2 separate regions of the Mus musculus genome follow, and region 1 is linked to region 2. Evidence: chromatin contacts called from public Hi-C data. All regions are on one chromosome and are shown on one strand. The core of a region is the stretch at or near the end of the contact, and the rest is flanking DNA. Distances in the headings are between cores, read along the strand shown. Region 1 has its middle 25 kb from the start of Rnd3. Region 2 has its middle 32 kb from the start of Gm32360.

The links. Hi-C and Micro-C count contacts between places; a contact is called where the count stands out from the background.
Region 1: a contact with region 2 is called in a Hi-C map of embryonic fibroblasts, with 3 times the contacts expected there. The contact joins two enhancer-like sites. A contact is called at or near these places in 1 of 15 datasets of contacts at CTCF or cohesin (the NIH/3T3 cell line), 10 of 484 Hi-C or Micro-C datasets (brown adipocytes, embryonic fibroblasts, embryonic stem cells and 3 more) and 4 of 115 datasets of contacts at active chromatin or transcription factors (cardiomyocytes, embryonic stem cells and neural tube).

The regions. Positions count from the first base shown.
Region 1 is chr2:51,121,776-51,126,203 of GRCm38.p6, forward strand. No RefSeq gene overlaps it. Among named protein-coding and RNA genes, the nearest start is that of Rnd3, 25 kb to the right of the region's middle. Within about 2 kb of position 1,891, at least 8 of the 459 cell types and tissues checked have an H3K27ac peak or open chromatin away from gene starts, as enhancers often do. A contact at or near this core is called in embryonic fibroblasts, where this site is marked.
Region 2 is chr2:51,054,390-51,058,448 of GRCm38.p6, forward strand. No RefSeq gene overlaps it. Among named protein-coding and RNA genes, the nearest start is that of Gm32360, 32 kb to the right of the region's middle. Within about 2 kb of position 2,147, at least 70 of the 459 cell types and tissues checked have an H3K27ac peak or open chromatin away from gene starts, as enhancers often do. A contact at or near this core is called in embryonic fibroblasts, where this site is marked.

The DNA.
Region 1 (4,428 bases), core at 641-3,140, 67 kb after region 2:
AATCTGAATGCTTCCTTAAGAATAGAGGTGATCTATTCTTTTTCTCTGGGTACCCCACTTCCTCATTAAATCAGTATTAAAAGAACTCCCCACCATCTTCATATAAAGCTTCAGAGAAGATGGCAAGGTCCTGCCATAAACTGTTGAACAGATTGTGGCATGAGGACTAAGAGTCCACCATGGACATGTGGCCGTATTTGAGAAGGAAAGACATTCACATGGGCCCCTATTATAGAATTAAGGGTTTGGCTTGAACATCTGAATTCTGTTCTTTAGCACAATTCAACTTATTTCATTCTATTTTGCTAGGTTCATCAGAGATTGTATCTGTATACGAGTATTCTTCTGTCTCCATCAGTATACATTCAGGCTCTCATGTTTGTCATTGAGAAGATATTTTGTTCTTTTCATTACACATTTGACCATCGATGCCTTCCAGGTGTCATATATTGCATTAGGAGAATACTAAAACCCTCTCTCTGCCTTTGTTTGCTTGGAGTAGGTTCTCACAATCCAGCCCTGACTATTCTGGAACTTACTGTGTATACTAGGCTAGGCTTGAATTCAGAGAGATCCATCTGCCTCTGCCTCCCGATTGCAGGGACTAATGGGTGCACCACCACATTTCCCATTCCCTGATAATCTCCATTTTGTCTCATGGAAAGTATGAGCTTGCACTAGAAGCACAAACACATTTCTTTCAACAGGGTTAGATGACAATTGTCTCCTGTTATCTTCAGGTGCACTCTCTGAGATATAAAATACCTATAGTCAACCACAATCTAAGAATATTAAATGGTCACTTTTAGAAGATAAACACTTTGTAAGCTTTTCATGGTATTCTGAGCTGCTTATGACATCTCAAGCTGCCCAGCTCCATCCCAACTGACAAGTGAATTTTTGTTGTGTTCAGCTTGCCTGAGTTGTATACGGCACCATCCCTAATGCCTTATGCCCATGTTGTTTTGCAGATGGACTGTGAAGGTCATTTGTGCTTGTTTCCAAGTAATATACTATTTTATTGAGCAACAGTCCCAAAGCACAAAAGTGCTGATACTGGCAATTTTATTACAGTATATCATAATAGTTCTGTTATCAGTTATTATTATTAATCTCTTAATGTGCTTAAAGTATAGATTTTATTTTGGCATATATGATAAGTCAAGTCTAAAGAGAGAGTTTGGTGCATGCTTTGGTTTCTGATATCCACTTAAGATCATCTCCTACAGATACATGTCCACAGTCCTACAGAGAAAAAATATGTATTAGCCAAGTGGACTCCTTTTCTCATCTTAATTGTCCTGTAATGTGTTCAAGAATCTTCCAGTTTTAGGGCATGAGCAGAGAACATCAACAATAGAGATGTTAGAGAGGATTCTGTTTACATGGTGCCAGCATTACCTGCCATCTACCTTGTGATCTTAGCTCTATCCTCCTCCTCACTCATCAGTTTGTCATCCACAGGACAAAGACAGGCTTTAACTTTCCAGCACAGAACACTGTCTGAAACACAGGAACTACTCAGAAAGTACTTCCTGGCCACAAAAATGACTGGCTATAGAGCAGCAAAAGGCATCATTCAAACAAATGTTTTCATTGCCTTTATTTTCCACTCTCAGAAAATTTCCACTGCTTTGCCAGTGGGCCCACATCTAGATGTAAGGGATCTCAACATTTTTATTCCCAGCACATTGTGACAGGACTTTTATTGCCAAGGAAGAGGATAGCCATTCACAATTCTGAGGTCTGAGATATGTCAATGTCTCTCAGAACAAATCCTGGAAAATTTTGAAGATCTTCTTCACCCAGAACATGAATTATTTCCCCTCCAATGCCTTGTGCTTCTCAGGAGCAGAACCAGAAGGATGACTAACTCCAGAGGTATTGGGAGGACACCAGTGCCTATGCAGTGAGGTCATGTTTGTTAGGCAGGGTACATAAAAGATCAGAACATGGAACTCTTGTAAAATGGATGAATTGGATAAAAGAATTCCTAAGCCAGAAACTACATTCATGGATGAATATCTGGACCTGACAGCGGAATACTTAAACTTGTGCACTTTAATAGAATTCAGTTTCTTGATGGAACTAATTAAAAGTAATAAAGGTTAAAACATCTCCGAGGCACTGACTTTTGATGGCCTCTTTGGTTATAAAATTTTTACTCTACTAAAAAAACTGAGTAAGCCACAATATGTTTTTCCCCCCTTGACTGACTCTTTCCTGGTTCATATCACTTTCAATTTTATGATGTTGAACACCTACCTCCCCCCGTTTTCTATGCCCAGGCCAAGTGTCACCCAAGTGTCATGCTGATCAACTTTTTAGCTCTTAAACATCATACAAGAATGATCATCGCTATGACACAATAAGCATGAATGGACATTTCTGAACATTTTCTTCACCTCAGATGCTCTAAGCCTCTCAGGAGCAGGGCCAGAAGAATCACCAACTGCAGAAGAATTTGGAGGGCACCAGGGGCTATGTACTGAAGGCCGTATGTGTTAAAGTGGCACATGAGAGATCAGTGAACCAGACCCTAGGGGATTTGTGACACTTAGTGGTAATCAGATCCAGAATTCTGAGGAATGGATTGGCACACTCTTTTTGTTTGTTTGTTTGTTTGTTTTGGTTTTTTGAGACAGGGTTTCTCTATGTAGCCCTGGCTGTCCTGGAACTTACTGTGTAGACCAGGCTGGCCTTGAACTCAGAAATCTGCCTGCCTCTGCCTCCCGAGTACTGGGATTAAAGGCGTGAGCCACCACTCCCGGCTGGCACACTGTTTTTATGAGTAGCCTGGCTCTTGAAAGGCAATTTCATGCTCAAAGCCCACCACCACCTTTTACACCAAGGAAGTCAGAACTAAGGGGTAAAATACGAAAAGGGTGTCTTTATCATAACTGTATTGACTCCCATGGGCTGCCTGAGTAGCTTCAAACAATGCAAATTCATGATTTTATCTTAAGAAAAGAACACAAAACAAAACACAGAAGCTCATGGTTCTCCAGCAAGCTCAGAGGAGAATATCTGTCCATGACATTTCCACCTTCTAGGAGGTAACTGTGTCTTTTCAAATTCCATCTTTTTATGACCTCCCTTTTCTAGGATCAAAGCCCCCAGTGTGACATTTTTCACATCTCTCTCTCCTTTCTTCTGAGGCTCTGGTATCATGTGGCCACCGGCTGACGCTAACTCCTCCTGCACAACTTTTATAATGAGCTGTGGCTCCATGGGACTCACCAGGCTACCCAGGATCTCAAGCTTGTTAACCGGGTCCAGAGCCAGGGCCCTTTGCCATAGAAAACCACATTCATATCTAACTTCCATCGGTCGGTAGGCATGATTTGGAAGCCTATTTTAGCCAACTACAATACTTTGTGTTTGCTTACTTTTATTTATTTATTTGTACGAACAGTTCTTGTCATACTTTTGTATGAACAGTTGTGTTTATAAATATTACTTGCTGAGAAAGAAAAAGTAGAAAGAGAATTTATGTGGCTGGGTATTTGAAAAATGGTCAGAATTGTGTGTCTACAGCTTGAGTTTTTAACAAATCATCACCTGACTCTGGTGGACATAAAAGATAAAGGAATCTTCCCCCACTGGTGGTTTGTCAGACCTTCTGTCTCTACACCATTCATGTAGATGCCTGAAAATTTTGAGAAGGGTTTAAAAATGATAATAACAAAATTACACATTAGAATAGTATTATACAAATCCTATTATAGAACGAAGAAAAATGGGAATGTGTTCACATACTGCTGAGTTCCTTTGTGATAGATGCGATAACAGAACATCTAAGACTGGGTGATTTACAACAAACAGAAATTTATTTTTCTTGGTTCTTGGGTCTTAGAAATCTAGAATCAAGGCACCAACATGTGGTAAGACCTTTCTTACTGCAAACAAGGGAGAAGCTGGAAGGACTACAGACAAATTTTGTGTTTTCTCATATCAGGAAAGCAGAAGAGAATTCACTCCTGGAAGACATTTTTGTACTATTAATGCGTCCATTCAGACCACTACAGTTGCCAAGTGCTAATGTATGGGGCTGATGTGGGGTAGGTAGCCACATGGGCACAAGCCTTTCCCATGCTTCCTTCTCCAGGGGGGATTTCCAGGTCTAATATGCTTCTCTGGAAACCAGAGGAGTACCTCAGATCCAGAGTGCTAAAGAGAACTAGATCAGGAGCTGACAATCCTGAAAGCATCCTTCCCTTAATCCTTCATTCATTAACTCATTGCCTTACGGCCTACTTACTGTAGCAGGTTTCAGCATATACTGATGAATCAACCACAGTCACCTGCTAAGTGCTGAACATCTCAATTGGCCCTAGAGCAAGTGCTGTCTAGGAAGGAAAGGAGAGGACTCATCTGTCTGCAAACTGAGAAAATTGCTATCATAAGCTGACCAAAATAGTCCAGTTC
Region 2 (4,059 bases), core at 897-3,396:
AGAACAGCCAGAGCTACACAGAGAAAGCACTCAAATTTCCATGTTTGGTCGAATAAGCACACCAGTTTATATCGTAATCAAACACAACTCAGCAATGTATTAGATAAACATGGATAAAGGTTAAAATCATGAGGAATAAAGTAGATGAAAGCATGCAATCCATGAGAAGCCATAGGAAGGGGACAGGTGACAACCAAGCAATGAGGATAGACAGTAAGGAAGGGGTTGTTCTGATACATTAGAGAGAACAAAGGAAAACAGAAGATAGGAAGACCGCCAGGAGCAAAGAGAAGTGTTCAGGGTGAAGGCTGTGCCTTTATCTTGATCTCGGGGATGCACTTATGATTTAAAAGTGCTTGGTACATGCTTAATTGGGCCAGAAAGATGGCTCAACAGATACCGTACTTGCGTGCATGGCATCACTTGAGGGCCTGAATTTGATCTTTGGAACCACATGGCAGAAGGTGAGGAGTGAGTCTTGAAAGTTGTACTCTGATTCTTATATATCAGCTATGGCACTTGCCCCCATATACTCGCGCACGCACACACACACATGAAATAAATATTGAAAAATTAAATATATTTAGTTTAGTACATGTAAGTTATAACTCAATGAAGGGTTAATGGTACTAACACATGAAAATTTCCTATCATTTATGTAAGGAAAATATAAATATCACCGATCAGATTAAATGGCTAACAATATGAACAGGGGATTTAAAAAGCAGGAAAATAGCCGGGCGTGGTGGCGCACGCCTTTAATCCCAGCACTCGGGAGGCAGAGGCAGGCGGATTTCTGAGTTCGAGGCCAGTCTGGTCTACAGAGTGAGTTCCAGGACAGCCAGGGCTACACAGAGAAACCCTGTCTCGAATAACCAAAAAAACAAACCAAAACCAAAAAAAAAAAAGCAGGAAAATACAAACTGATGATATTCATTTTTAAAGGGCAATGTTTCCTATAAGGACAGTTGAAATAAACCACAGCCTTTTAAACTGAAATATCAACATCAAATAACAACAGTATCATGTGTTGGAAAGAATGTTTAAGGAAACACCACCTCAGATTGTCTTATAGGGATGAAATCTGATAGTAGCTTTTAAAGCTGAAGTTGGGCAATTGCCACAAGAATGGCAGAAGTAATCAAAGCCTTTGTCTCCGGTATCTCCACTCCTTGGAGTTTATCCAAACAAAACAAGCGGAAAAACGGAAGCAGATAAATGTGATGAAGGTTCAAAATCCATGCCCTAAGTAAAACTTGAACATGTAAAACTTGGGCTGCTAAAAGAATTAGCCTGGTCCACACAGAGCAAGTCCCAGAACAGCCAGGGCTACTCAGAAAACCCCCATCTCAAAATTTAAAAATGTAATGACATTTTATTTCAGTAAAGATAATATTTGTAAACACTATTTAATGTCTTAAAAATATTTTGCACACAATGGTAAGAACCCAGACAAAATGTCTAAGTTCAGTATTGGTTTGCAACCACAGGGAAATGCACAGAGATTCTTTCATGATGAGAAGTAAATTATGATTTTTAAAGATATCATTAGCCAATTGTAAAGTGACATATCTTTTCTATGACATATCTTTTCCATTCTTTCTTATATTCTTCTATGTCTTTCTGCCCTGAAGTGTTTTTCTTCTCACGAAATATGTAACTTTGTAAAGATGTAACCTCTGAGAAACAACAAATAGATTTTTTTTCTTCTGTCCTTTGAAGATGGAGGAAAAGTTCTGGGCCAGTGAAAGAGGGAGCTCTGGGTATTTCCTTTTCCCACCAGACTGAAACAATCTCAGTAGAATGTTAACAAGCACGGCTGTCTGTGTGTAACATTACCTCTTCCACCACCTCGGCCTCACCCCACCCTCTTTTTATGTTGCTTAGTCATGCATCGTTTCAGAGGCCATGAAATCTGGCTCAGGGGTTTGCTGCCAGAGAGTTGGAGTGAAGTCTCTTGCTTCCAGAGGAATTAGTTTAAACCAGCCATGAAGAAAATGAAGACAGGCATACAGGCAGAAAAAAAAAAAAAAAAGTCAAGGTCCAAACTCCAAATTTCATGTTGACCAGGAAATGAAGGGAGGGACTTGAAGAGCGGATGTCACTGTGGATAGATAGCACTGGTGTGGAAGACCTTTGGTCAGAGGTAGAGGTGTGCTCACCCACAGCTGAGGGACTTCTCCCTGCACCCAAAGGGATTCCGGCTACATCTGGTTTGGGTCCACCAGGAATCATGAGGCTGACTCTGTAACAAGTAAACTATAATTCCCCGAGGAATAATTCCAGGCATTTTGACAATTCTGAATTATGTCGCTGTTAAAGCTTGGCGACCTTTACCATACATCTTATTTTATGGGTAAATTTGTCAGCTTTTTCTGTAATTACAATTCCACTCTCTAGCATTCAGTTCTTTTATTTTTCTTACAGAGAAACAACACCTTCTTCTCCACCCCTCTTTTATGCGACCCTGATTTCTGTTGGAGAGATTACTGTAGTTTTGAAAATGAAGGCTTAAATGTTCGAATCTAGCCCCTCCTCCAACTCCAGTTTGAGGCCTTAAGGGTATCTTCTTAGAGAAAATCTGTCCTGTGCATTTGCTGGTAGGAAACAGTCAGCTAGATCCTTGCTTTGCAGGACTAAGCCATCAATTCGTAGGACTTAGGTGCAAGCTACTGCTGGCTCCTTCCTCATGCAGTCCCTCAGGGCTCCTGCCACAGGCTCAGCTCTGATAGTAACCCATCCCACATTCCCACCGGTTCAGGTTTCAAAGACTCCATGAGGTAATTATATCTTGATTAAGACATCTCTATCATTTAGCTTGAGATCATGAAGACACGCTGGAGCCAGGCACAGTGGTACCTATCTGTTGCACCCATGACAATGGAAGGAGACCAGAAGTTCAAGGCCAGCTTGGGGCTACAGAGCATAAATCTAGCTCAAAAACAAACAAGCAAACAATGCAAAATCCCCACAAGGACTAACAATATTTCCTGTCACAAAATATGTGGCTTCTATTGTTATGTTTAAATGTCAAAGCAACTGTGTGAAAATGGTCATTTTAATGGTGGCTTAGAGTAGAACCTGTTAGGTATGGTGTATTTCTGCAAAATGTGTCATGGTTGTGCATCTCTGAAGGCACAGGCAGTACAATACACAAAAACAAATTAACATCAGGGCATACTTTTAAAAAAAAAAAAAAACTTTCTGTCTAGAGTGTGAACCTTGCCAGAAAGAAAGCAAATGTCGCTGTGCGAAGATACAAGAATTGGAAGGCTTTAGACTTCTTCACATCAGCCAGGAGAAACTGTATGACACAGGACTACCTGATAGGCATTTATTTAAATCTGTAACTCTGGAGTCAGCTAGACTTTCATTCCATTATTAAGGACTGAAGTTTTAAAGATAGTTTTAGACCTAAGTGATTTAAAAAACAACAAACAAACAAACACTACCAAATGCTTCCCTAGGAAGCTCTCTGAGAGTTCTTCCATGAAATGATGGGAGAAGACTTGGGTCTTCAGTAGGAGAATGAAGCAAGGAGGAGTCCCCACAGAGCCACCATGTAGCAGGAGACCTCCAGCATACAGGATAGCAGCTCAGGCAAGAGAGCTCCCATAGAAGAAGCTCGCAGAACACCCAATACCTGTGAAAAAACACTAAGAGAAGAATCATACGAGACTTAGTTACTGAACAGCACTCAGGAAACTGAGAAAGGCAAACAATATTATTTATTAATCATAAAATTGTATTAGTTTTTCAGAATTTCATAATGCATAAATTATGTGTTGATCATATTCCCAAGCTGCTCTCAGATCCACCCCCAATTCCCCACGCCTCCAAGTTCATACCCTCTCTTTTCTTCTTGCAGTAAGCCACTGAGTTCCATCTGTGCCGCCTATTCATTCATAGACCCTGACAGACACATCAGAGGACACATACCAGGGGACAACCACTCAACAAAACCTGACTCTCCTCCCCTAGAAGCCATCAACTCTAAATAGCTCCTCAGCTGGAGTGGGGGCTCACAGGCCCCGCCTCCCTCAGCACTGGAAGGTTGAG